Linked DNA regions of Acanthopagrus latus: region 1 is linked to region 2. Evidence: chromatin contacts called from public Hi-C data. All regions are on one chromosome and are shown on one strand. Each heading gives the region's core, a stretch centred on a gene start, on an enhancer-like site or on the middle of the called end of the contact. The rest is flanking DNA. Distances are from core to core; before and after follow the strand shown. Region 1 holds the start of nlk2 (serine/threonine-protein kinase NLK). Region 2 holds the start of nlrx1 (NLR family member X1).

Evidence for each region. A called contact is a pair of places that touch in the nucleus more often than the background predicts.
Region 1: a Hi-C map of liver shows a contact between it and region 2, with 2.5 times the contacts expected there. The contact joins the promoter of nlk2 here to the promoter of nlrx1 in region 2. A contact is called at or near these places in 2 of 4 Hi-C or Micro-C datasets (liver and muscle).

Annotation. Positions count from the first base shown.
Region 1 is chr2:31,481,073-31,485,542 of fAcaLat1.1, reverse strand. It overlaps nlk2 (serine/threonine-protein kinase NLK), which reads left to right and starts at 2,805. Exons shown (of 11, transcript XM_037073572.1): 1 at 2,805-4,470. The coding sequence starts at 4,216.
Region 2 is chr2:31,341,598-31,346,320 of fAcaLat1.1, reverse strand. It overlaps nlrx1 (NLR family member X1), which reads right to left and starts at 2,179. Exons shown (of 13, transcript XM_037073543.1): 1 at 1,446-2,179. LOC119005830 (a long non-coding RNA gene) reads left to right here. Exons shown (of 2, transcript XR_005070591.1): 2 at 460-1,383.

The sequences.
Region 1 (4,470 bases), core at 1,556-4,055, 140 kb before region 2:
TCTGAAGGGGCTTTCATCATTCCTGTTATTATTAGCCTGCAGAATTACAGATTATGGGTCATAGAATATGATATTCAAATTTGGGTGAGTCATTGCATCTAAAGGAGGACATGCAACCTCTGGACAATATAAGCAGCAACATATCAAAGCAACAGGGAGAACGGGGGTTTCATTTTGGTGGTGCAAAAGTACTCTAATGAGTTACTTTTCTCTGTAGAAAAGTTACTTTTAATGGCAGTAGTCTTGTAATTTGACTAGTTACCTTCAAAGTAAGAACACAAATAAGAACTTTGGGATGGCTCACAAAATGGTGGATTAAAACAACTTCCAGTTCAAGCAAAGGTCAAGGAGCAAGGACACAAGTAGAAGTAAGATAATTGGGATGCACCCTCTAAAGACCCTTTGAGAAGAGAATCTGAGGAAGGTAATATCAGAGGAAGTATTATGGGAGGAAGAATATATGTATAAAAATCATCTACTGGTGAACAGCATGGTCAATGCTGTTTTTGTGTTTTTATAATATCTATTTAGAAAGTCATTTATCCCTTTACTTGCTTTTAACTTACTTTCTAAATGCTTTGCTGATGCAGCAATTCCTCAGTCAATCTAAATCTGTGCATGAATTTTTGGTACTATTACATTTAGAAAAGATTTAAGTGAAGACTTTGTTCAAATCATGAACAAAACCTAACATCTGCTCTGGCAGGAACAATTACACTACATGAAATGTTCTCAAAATCTATTTCTGAGGGGAACATTACCCTGCCAGCTCAGCAACACCAATGAAAACACTGGTTAATGTTCCTGGGTCTACCAAGAAAACATCAGCTAAATACTAGCTTAACATAAAGAGTGACAAGTGATTCGCAGTGACTGACTGGTGGTGATCATAAATGTATTTGATTATTTTTATTGAAATTACACAGTTGAGCATCCAGAAATGTTTCATAGGGGTGGCCAGATGTGTCCACTTAAGATCTTGGGGTGACACACTAAAACCAAAAGCAATAACTGAATTTCAGGATTTCTATAATGCTTTTTTAGAAGTTGAGTTGAAAAATCTTGCAAAAAGTTAAGGAATTGACTCCAGAATACTTTGGTTTCTTATTCTTTATTTAATGTTCATCCAATTATCTGATGTGCATAGACTAATGCTGGTGCAGTTAACATTTTTAATGTGTGACAACGTGGTGCAAGGACAACAGCCTACTACTCAATGGGGAGAAGACCAAGGAGATGGTGGTGGATTTCCGCCCACAACGTTGCAGGACCTACAACCCTCTCTTGATAGACGGAACACCACTGGAGAGAGTGAGCAGTTTTAAATACATCAGAATACACATTTCCGAGGATTTATCATGGACTGTACACATTGGACACTGTGGTGAAAAAGGCAAGACAGCGCCTTTATCACCTTAGACAGATGAGCAGATTCAAGGTCTCCCAACGGATCCTGTTTTCCTTCTACTCTGCTGCTGTACAGAGTATACTGACTGGAGCCATATTTGTCTGGTACGGTAAAAGCTCCTGTGGGGACCGACGAGCCCTGCAGAGGGTGGTGAGGTCTGCTGAGCGGACCATGGGTACCACACTTCCCCCTCTGCATGACTTAGACACCAACAGAGCCAGAAGGATTATCAAGGATCCCATCACCACTGCAACAAACTGTGACGCCTGCGCTGTCATAGAACACGCACAGAGAGGATGAGGAACAGTTTTTTTTTACCTGTGGCAATCAGAGCCCTGAACTCTGCACTCTGAACATTATATTATTATATTATTATATTCTATTGTATCTTATTTTACTTACACTGCATTATATTTTTATTTGTACTTAAATTGAGCACAGGAGTACAGTACATGTCACAAAAACATTTCACTGCACATTCTGTATGAGTGTGTGACAAATAAAACCTTTGAATCTTGAATCTTGATCTTGAATATTTTGAGTTCCCATTTGAGTGAACCTTTATAACTATGTATCTGTATATATCTGTGTTGAGCAATTAATTGTTTTTCAACAAATAAGCTTTTGCCTAAAAAGAAAACTATACAACTTAATTTTAAGGAGCACATTTATTGTAATGAACAAAACATTTACTGGAAACAAGCCTACTCAAGTTTAAAACAACCACACTAACCTTCAGTTACTTACCAATTTCGTGCCCTGGGCAAGATTTTAACTGGTTCCTCTTGCATGTTAGACAATTTCCATCACACGCCAATTACGTTCATACACTCACAAAGACACTGGATTGCTTAATTTCATTTTTCTTTACCTCAGAAATAAAACAGTATTAACGAAACAATTGCATGAAATCAAATAAAAATACAATACAGATGAGTTATTGCACAGACCATATGATTTATTCTAATCACTTCAATCTTACATAGTTGTGTTTACAATGATATACCGCGCTGGTGTTAAAGTCCAGGCCTGCATTATTATCCAGCCCTGTTAATTACTGCACACAGATATAAACATGTAGCCCGCATAAATACAAACTCATTTATGTCAATAACCTCCACCAGGGGACTCCCCTGGCAATATGATTCTGTAGACCTTTTTCATCCAAACTTACTACCGCTGTTTCCTTCTTCTGACACACACAAGTCTATCAGAACCTGATTGGAGATATTTTATTAAATTGAAGTGAACAGTTTGTTACCACTGTTTCAGTGTGGATATCATTGGACATTTAGAGCAGCTGTCAGCCCTGCTGTCACCCCAGCAGCACGCGCCACTGGCTGCACGCAGTGACAATCAAAGAGATTACCATTACGTCATTGCGGTGCGGTAGCGGATTGGCTGGTCGTCCTGCATAATCTCACCTCCGAGTAGCAAAGGTTTTGTTCACCATGTTGGATAAACTGCTTATTTTATTTGCCTGGTAACCAATAGTTTTATCATGTCAGTGACAACGGAGCGCCGTGGGCCTAAAGCGTAAAGATTCAACCGGGTGGCTTCCTCTTTCTGCGCAGACAGCAGGCAGGTTGACGGACACCGATACGAACGAAAGGAATACTATTTTGATTTGGCGACACGGACACCGATTAGCTAGCTCCAATCTGTCAGGTTGAATACAACTGCCTTCTCTCTGTCGTCTGGCTGCAGGGTACTTTCCCGCATTAAAAGGATTTAACTTTTTGTTTTTACTTCGTTATTTGTTTGTTATTCATCTCTCTGGATGTATGCTAATGAGCAGCGAGAGGACAGTGTAAAACATACTAAAAACAAGGCTGTCGATGGGGGAAATAAATTGTCCGTTAGCCGTCTGTGAGGATTTGTCTTTTGTTTTTTTGAGTCATGTTCGAAGCCTCGTCACTCTGTCAGAATGATGGGGATTTCTTATCAGGAGCGTAGCTCAGTGGATTGGTGTAATATGTGAGTGGAGTGGATGGCCGAGGCCTGGGCCTGCCTGCGTGCGCTGTTGTATTGTGGCCTGGGCTGGGGTACACCTCCTCTGCACCGGATCAGCGGCGTTAATTACAGCACGAAGATTACCCTTATGTACAAAGTAGCCGTCCGGCCTGCGCACGCATCCGAAGGAGGATTCGGTTTGTAATAGATGCGATTTCCAAGTCTTGTGGGGCACCGGTGGTGGGAAGAGCAACGGTGCTGGACCAGAGCTTTAAGCAAACTTGTACACTTTTAAAATATGATTGCGCTGCTTCCGTGACATGCTTTAGATCACACTGTTTTATCAAGACGGGGAAGCTGAACTTCATCAGGAGGAAGGAAGCGCCACCTCTATCATGAGGGAGATCTAGAGCCACCGACTTTTTTTTTTTATTTATTGAAGGGGGGGGCGGGGGGCGGGTTATTTTCTATTAAATACATTTGATTTATCTGTGTAGGTAGTAACACAATTAGGGCTTCACTGATTTTTAAACTCGTGTGGTCATTGCTACATTTTTACATGCTTATGTTAGGATATGTTAATAAGCCCCAGGCTACAGTAGCCTAATGGTGTGGATGCCAACAATAATAATTTAGAGGAAGTGGGTCAGATCCTTGTTGGCATTATGTTAAGGAGGCTCACCAGAGTAGTTACACTCTCCACAGATTCGAAGTAGCTGTTGTTGGATCATCTGACCACCAATCTGTTTCTATATGTGTTCTTAAAGTTTAATTAGTTGTAGTGTTGCAACCTGGTAGCCCTCATCATCACTATTAGAAGCAGGTTCTGAGCAGAGGCATTTCAGCATCATTGAATGGCTCTGTGTGGCGCAACGGCTACAAATGTTACAAAAATGATGGCTGCTTACAACGGGGGGTCCTCAGCAGTGGCTGCCCATCTCCCGCACCACCACCACCAGCTCCAGCACCTTCAGCCTCCCCACATGCACCACCATCACCACGCGGGCCAGCATCTCTTGCAGCATCCGGGCTCCGCTGCCGCCGTTCACACAGTCCAACAACAGACCTCCACGGCTGCTGCTGCGGCGGTGATGCTGAACACCGGCCAG
Region 2 (4,723 bases), core at 930-3,429:
CTTATCACATTTGAAGCTTCATTAGCCTGTCCTTGCACTTGTGGCACAAATATTTTACTTCCCGTCATATCAGCTGTGCAATCATAGCGACACTATGAAAAATTGCCTGGGGTCTTGGATCATCTTGCAACAGTGACAGAACCTGTGGAAATGTTCACTAATGAAGTTAACTGAGGACCTATTTCTTTCCTAGATTCTGTTGCACCTGTCTCTACCAAGATTATTTTGGCCAAATAAACCTGAATACAGATAAAACTGAGATGCTGGTCATTGGCCCCCACTTGACACAGACGCCACTTTGATCAAGTGATCGTAACTCTTGATAACTGTGTTATTTCTCAAAATGCAATTGTCAGGAATCTTGGTATTACATTTGATTTTACCCTCTCTTTCGATCAGCACATCAAAGAAATGATCTTTCTTTTCTCCTCCTCCTCCTCTCTTTTCCTCTTTTTCAAGCTCCCTTCTGATGGACCACTGCCCCCTGGGACCATCTGCCTCTCCTGCTGCCTCACATACTGATGGATGTGGATCGTCACACTGTGGGCTCCACTGGATCATTGGATCATCCTCTGTTTCACTATCTCCTTATATCTCTATTTCTGTAAAATTTAATGACACTTCACTCTGACCTTCTCTGTTTTACCGCCAACTATCTTGTGTGTCTTGCCCTCTTCCAAGTCACCAGGGTGGACAGGAGCTTGTGTGGCTTGGGCACCACTTGGTGATGCTTTGTCCGGCTCAATCGTCTCCTGGATCCACACACTTTACATATATTGTAATTTGTATCAGATATTCTATCAAAGCAACTTGTAAACTGTGATTTTGTTTTTCTGTGCTGGACATGCAACTTCTATTGTATGTCTGTCTGTCCAGGGAGAGGAATCCTCCTCTGTGGCTCTTTCTTTCTTCCATCTTTTTTTTGGGGGGGGGGCATACTGATAAAACTGGCTTTATTTAATATTGTGTGGTACATTGAACAGTGTCTAAATAGGTACTTTGGCTTGTTAGTGACTTTGCAGGGGTGACATCTAATTTTCAACCATAACTCTTGACTGAACTGTTTTGTTTGAACCAGTGTCACTTGTCAACTAACCTTCCATTTTCACAAACAATTTGGTGGAATAATCTTTTAAAGAATGATCAGATTCTTTGGGGAGTACAGATCATTAGTGACACAAAAGCATTTTCTATTCTATTGGCAAGGTCCGGAGGTATGAGGAATAATAAAGCTAGAAGGACTGCTCTCCCTCATTGCGGACTGTTGAAGGATGGGCAGAAAGCCATGTAGCCATATTGCTATTTTACAGCAATCAGCCAAAGTTACTTTAACGTGCCAGCTAGCGTCACATACAACGTCGCCATTAAGTTAGAAATAGAGTTATCGCAGATAAAACACTTGAAAAAAAAGCCATGTCATTGAAAATAAAACTACAGCTGCTTACCAAAGTATTCATTCGTCCTTGTCTCCGGTCGCTGTGTCCATATTCTGAGGTTAACTAACTGACTTTAATTCATTGTTTTCACTTCTTCGCTGACAGCTATACTCTATGTTCCATGTTATGTTATGTTCCGCTTGCCACTGTTGCTTACTCCTCAGTGAGGAAAGTCGGTATTGGCTGTCCTAAAAGTCGCCAGAAGTCGGTTTTTGACGTCATCACCGAATTTGCATAATTGGCCATGTGAATGCAATTGTAATGGGCGTTAGAGGAGAGAGAAATAAAGGAGAGACAAAAAATAGTTTAAAAAAAAACACTCTAAATATGTCTAAAACTAAAAATGAACTTATTTAAGTGTAGTGATTTATTTTAGAATTACAGCCAGCGGCAGCTTCGCGCATGCGCCATTCACTTGCCGTCTGAACGCCCCCTCTCGCGGTGGCGAGAACGGCTGTGTCCCAATTCAGGGTCTGCACACTTTGAGTGCGAATTTGAAGTGCGATTACGTCACTATGCCGCGGCGAAGGGTGTACCAATTCAAAGTGTTCTCATAATGCACCCCACAGATGCGCACTCCTTTTACCTCTTTTTGGAGTGTGCACTGCTTACTACACTTTGTGGTCTCACATATCCCAAGATTCATTGCGCACCCGAAGAGAGGAAGTATTGGGTCTATACTTTACTCCTTTAAACATCCAACGCCAGATATATTAAACTTAAAGGTAAAATACGTTGGTAATGCTCAGCTTGATGCCTTTGGAAGTAAAATCTTAAAAGCTTCACATTCAAACGTTAGACGTTCAGAGGTTGACTTGTATTTTATATCTAATTGTGACTGTGGAGATGTTAGAGACTCGGTTTACATAAATGGACCAAGATGAACAGATTCAGATCAGGCTGTGATCCCTGCTTTATTTCCAGACTGTAACACTGTAAAGTGTGTATATATATATATATATATATATATATATATATATATATATATATATATATATATATATATATATATATATATAGAGAGAGAGAGAGAGAGAGAGAGAGAGAGAGAGAGAGAGAGAGAGAGGGGGGGGCTGAACGATATATCGTTATCGTATCTATTTCTAGATATGAACATTCAAGATATTAATATCGAAAAAGAAACGATGTAGATTTCCCCGCTCGCCCTGCATGTACAGCTCGGGCAGTCACAACAAACATCATTTTTACGATTGCCCTTGAATGCACCGCTAAGGCCAGCCAACTACAAACCTCATTTCATGCTTGCTGTGGATCGACAGCTGAAGCAAACCAATGACAAACATGAGGGCGGGAGTGAGGGAGACGGAGACGCACACACAGTGTTGCCAACTTGGCAACTTTCTTGCTAGATTTAGTGACTTTTCAGACCCTCTTAGCGACTTTATTTCTGAAAAGCGACTAGTGACAAATTTAGCGACTTATTCAGATCATCAGGGGAAAGACGAGCAATGTATTATATTGTAATTCTCATGCTGCTCAGAGTCATCACAGTCCATGGCTCCTCTGCAGCAGCACCGGGGTCTCTCCCCTCCCGAGCAGCTGTGCAGGCGGCAGGCCGGTGTGTCGGGGGCTGGCTGGGGCAGCAGGAGCGACACCGCGGCCGCTCGCTTTGTGGATTTGAACCCGGATAGCTGCTGTTTACTCTGTTGATCCGTTAATTCTCTGACTTCTTTCTAGATTCCACTGGTACTTTACCGATAACCTGAAGCTGCTGAGTCTCGATCTTCACTTTCACTCTTCTCTCCAGATTAGGATGTCATCGTTCATCTTGTAAAAATGCACATAGTTCGTTTGATCTTCTCCCTCCCTTTACTGTTGTTACTTCAAATATAGATGTACAGTAACAGGCTGAGCAGGAGTCCCTGCTGGGCTGGATGGTGTCAGTGGGACATCATCTGGGTCGGTACTCAGGGTGTTTGGGGGTCCAGTGTCCTCTGTCCATCACAGCGTCCATCAACTGGGTTTGCAGTTCTGACTCCATCCACGGCTGCCATGTCACTGAGAATGATTTAAGAAAGAGGCAATTTCATAATATAATAATAATAAATCATTACAACAAACAAAACTACCAAACATTTTAAATAGGAATAATGCCTTTAAAATTTAAATAAAACCCTAAGTTAAGTGGCGATCAGTGTGTTATGCAGTGTGTCAGCATTAACGTAATGTATCGCTATGTTAATTTCCCCCAACTGTTAGCTAGCAAATAATGATAATATTGATAACATTACTGTGAGTTCAATAACAGATTTACCTCTCCACGGTCCTCTCAGCCCGAGATAAACCAGAGCCGCTTCTCCTCTTCCTCCACAAGCAGGAGGATTAAAAAGGAAATCTCAAACAGATCTGACAGTCAAACTTTACTCTTCTTGTTACTTTGACGGACCTGGGCTGCAGAAACTGTAACGTACGAGTAGAGGCGAAGGAAGGGTAGACCGTCCCGTTTAACAAAAGTTGACGCGGCCTGCAGGGCGCACCGAAGTAGACTCATTCGGTGAGACCGCAAAAGGCGGGTCCTTGAAGTGTGCAGACCCTGACGTGGGACACATTTAGGACATCCTCAGGATCAGGCTTCAGCGTCAGACCTCAGATGAAAAGGTATTAGGTCTCAGGAAAAGCTCTGTCACACTCGCACCAAACAGCCACATGAAAAATAGTCATCGGACCAAAAGGCCTGAGAAAAAAAACTTGTCACACTGAACTGCCTCAGGACAAACGTCACACTGAACGGACTCGCACTGAACAGCATCAGTACAAAAGTTGTCACACTGAACGGAATCGGCACAAAAGTCGTCACACCGAACGGAATCAGCACAAAAGTCGTCACACCGAACGGCATCAGCACAAAAGTCGTCACACCGAATGGAATCAGCACAAAAGTCGTCAATATACTCGCTAAATATAGAGACAAAGTTGCAGCACTGCCTTGCGAGCTTCCTTTTTTTGGTTGTATGGCAACTACGACTTTTACTGCACTGCTTTACATTATAGAGTAGATAAAATAACTACATATATTAAACCAGAAAATAAAACATAAACAAAAATCAATAGTCTTTTTAAATATCCCTCAAATATTCGGCAATGGCTCTCTGTCCCTGCCAGTCTTCGGTCCTTTCTGTCCTATATTTTTTACGGTGCATCAGTGTATGCATATGTAATTTTACATTCAAACATTCATGTGATGAATCTTTCTTCTGGACACACCCTGTGCATTTACAGTTCTTCTATGCTGCTTTATTGGAACGATCCCTACCAATCTAATTTGC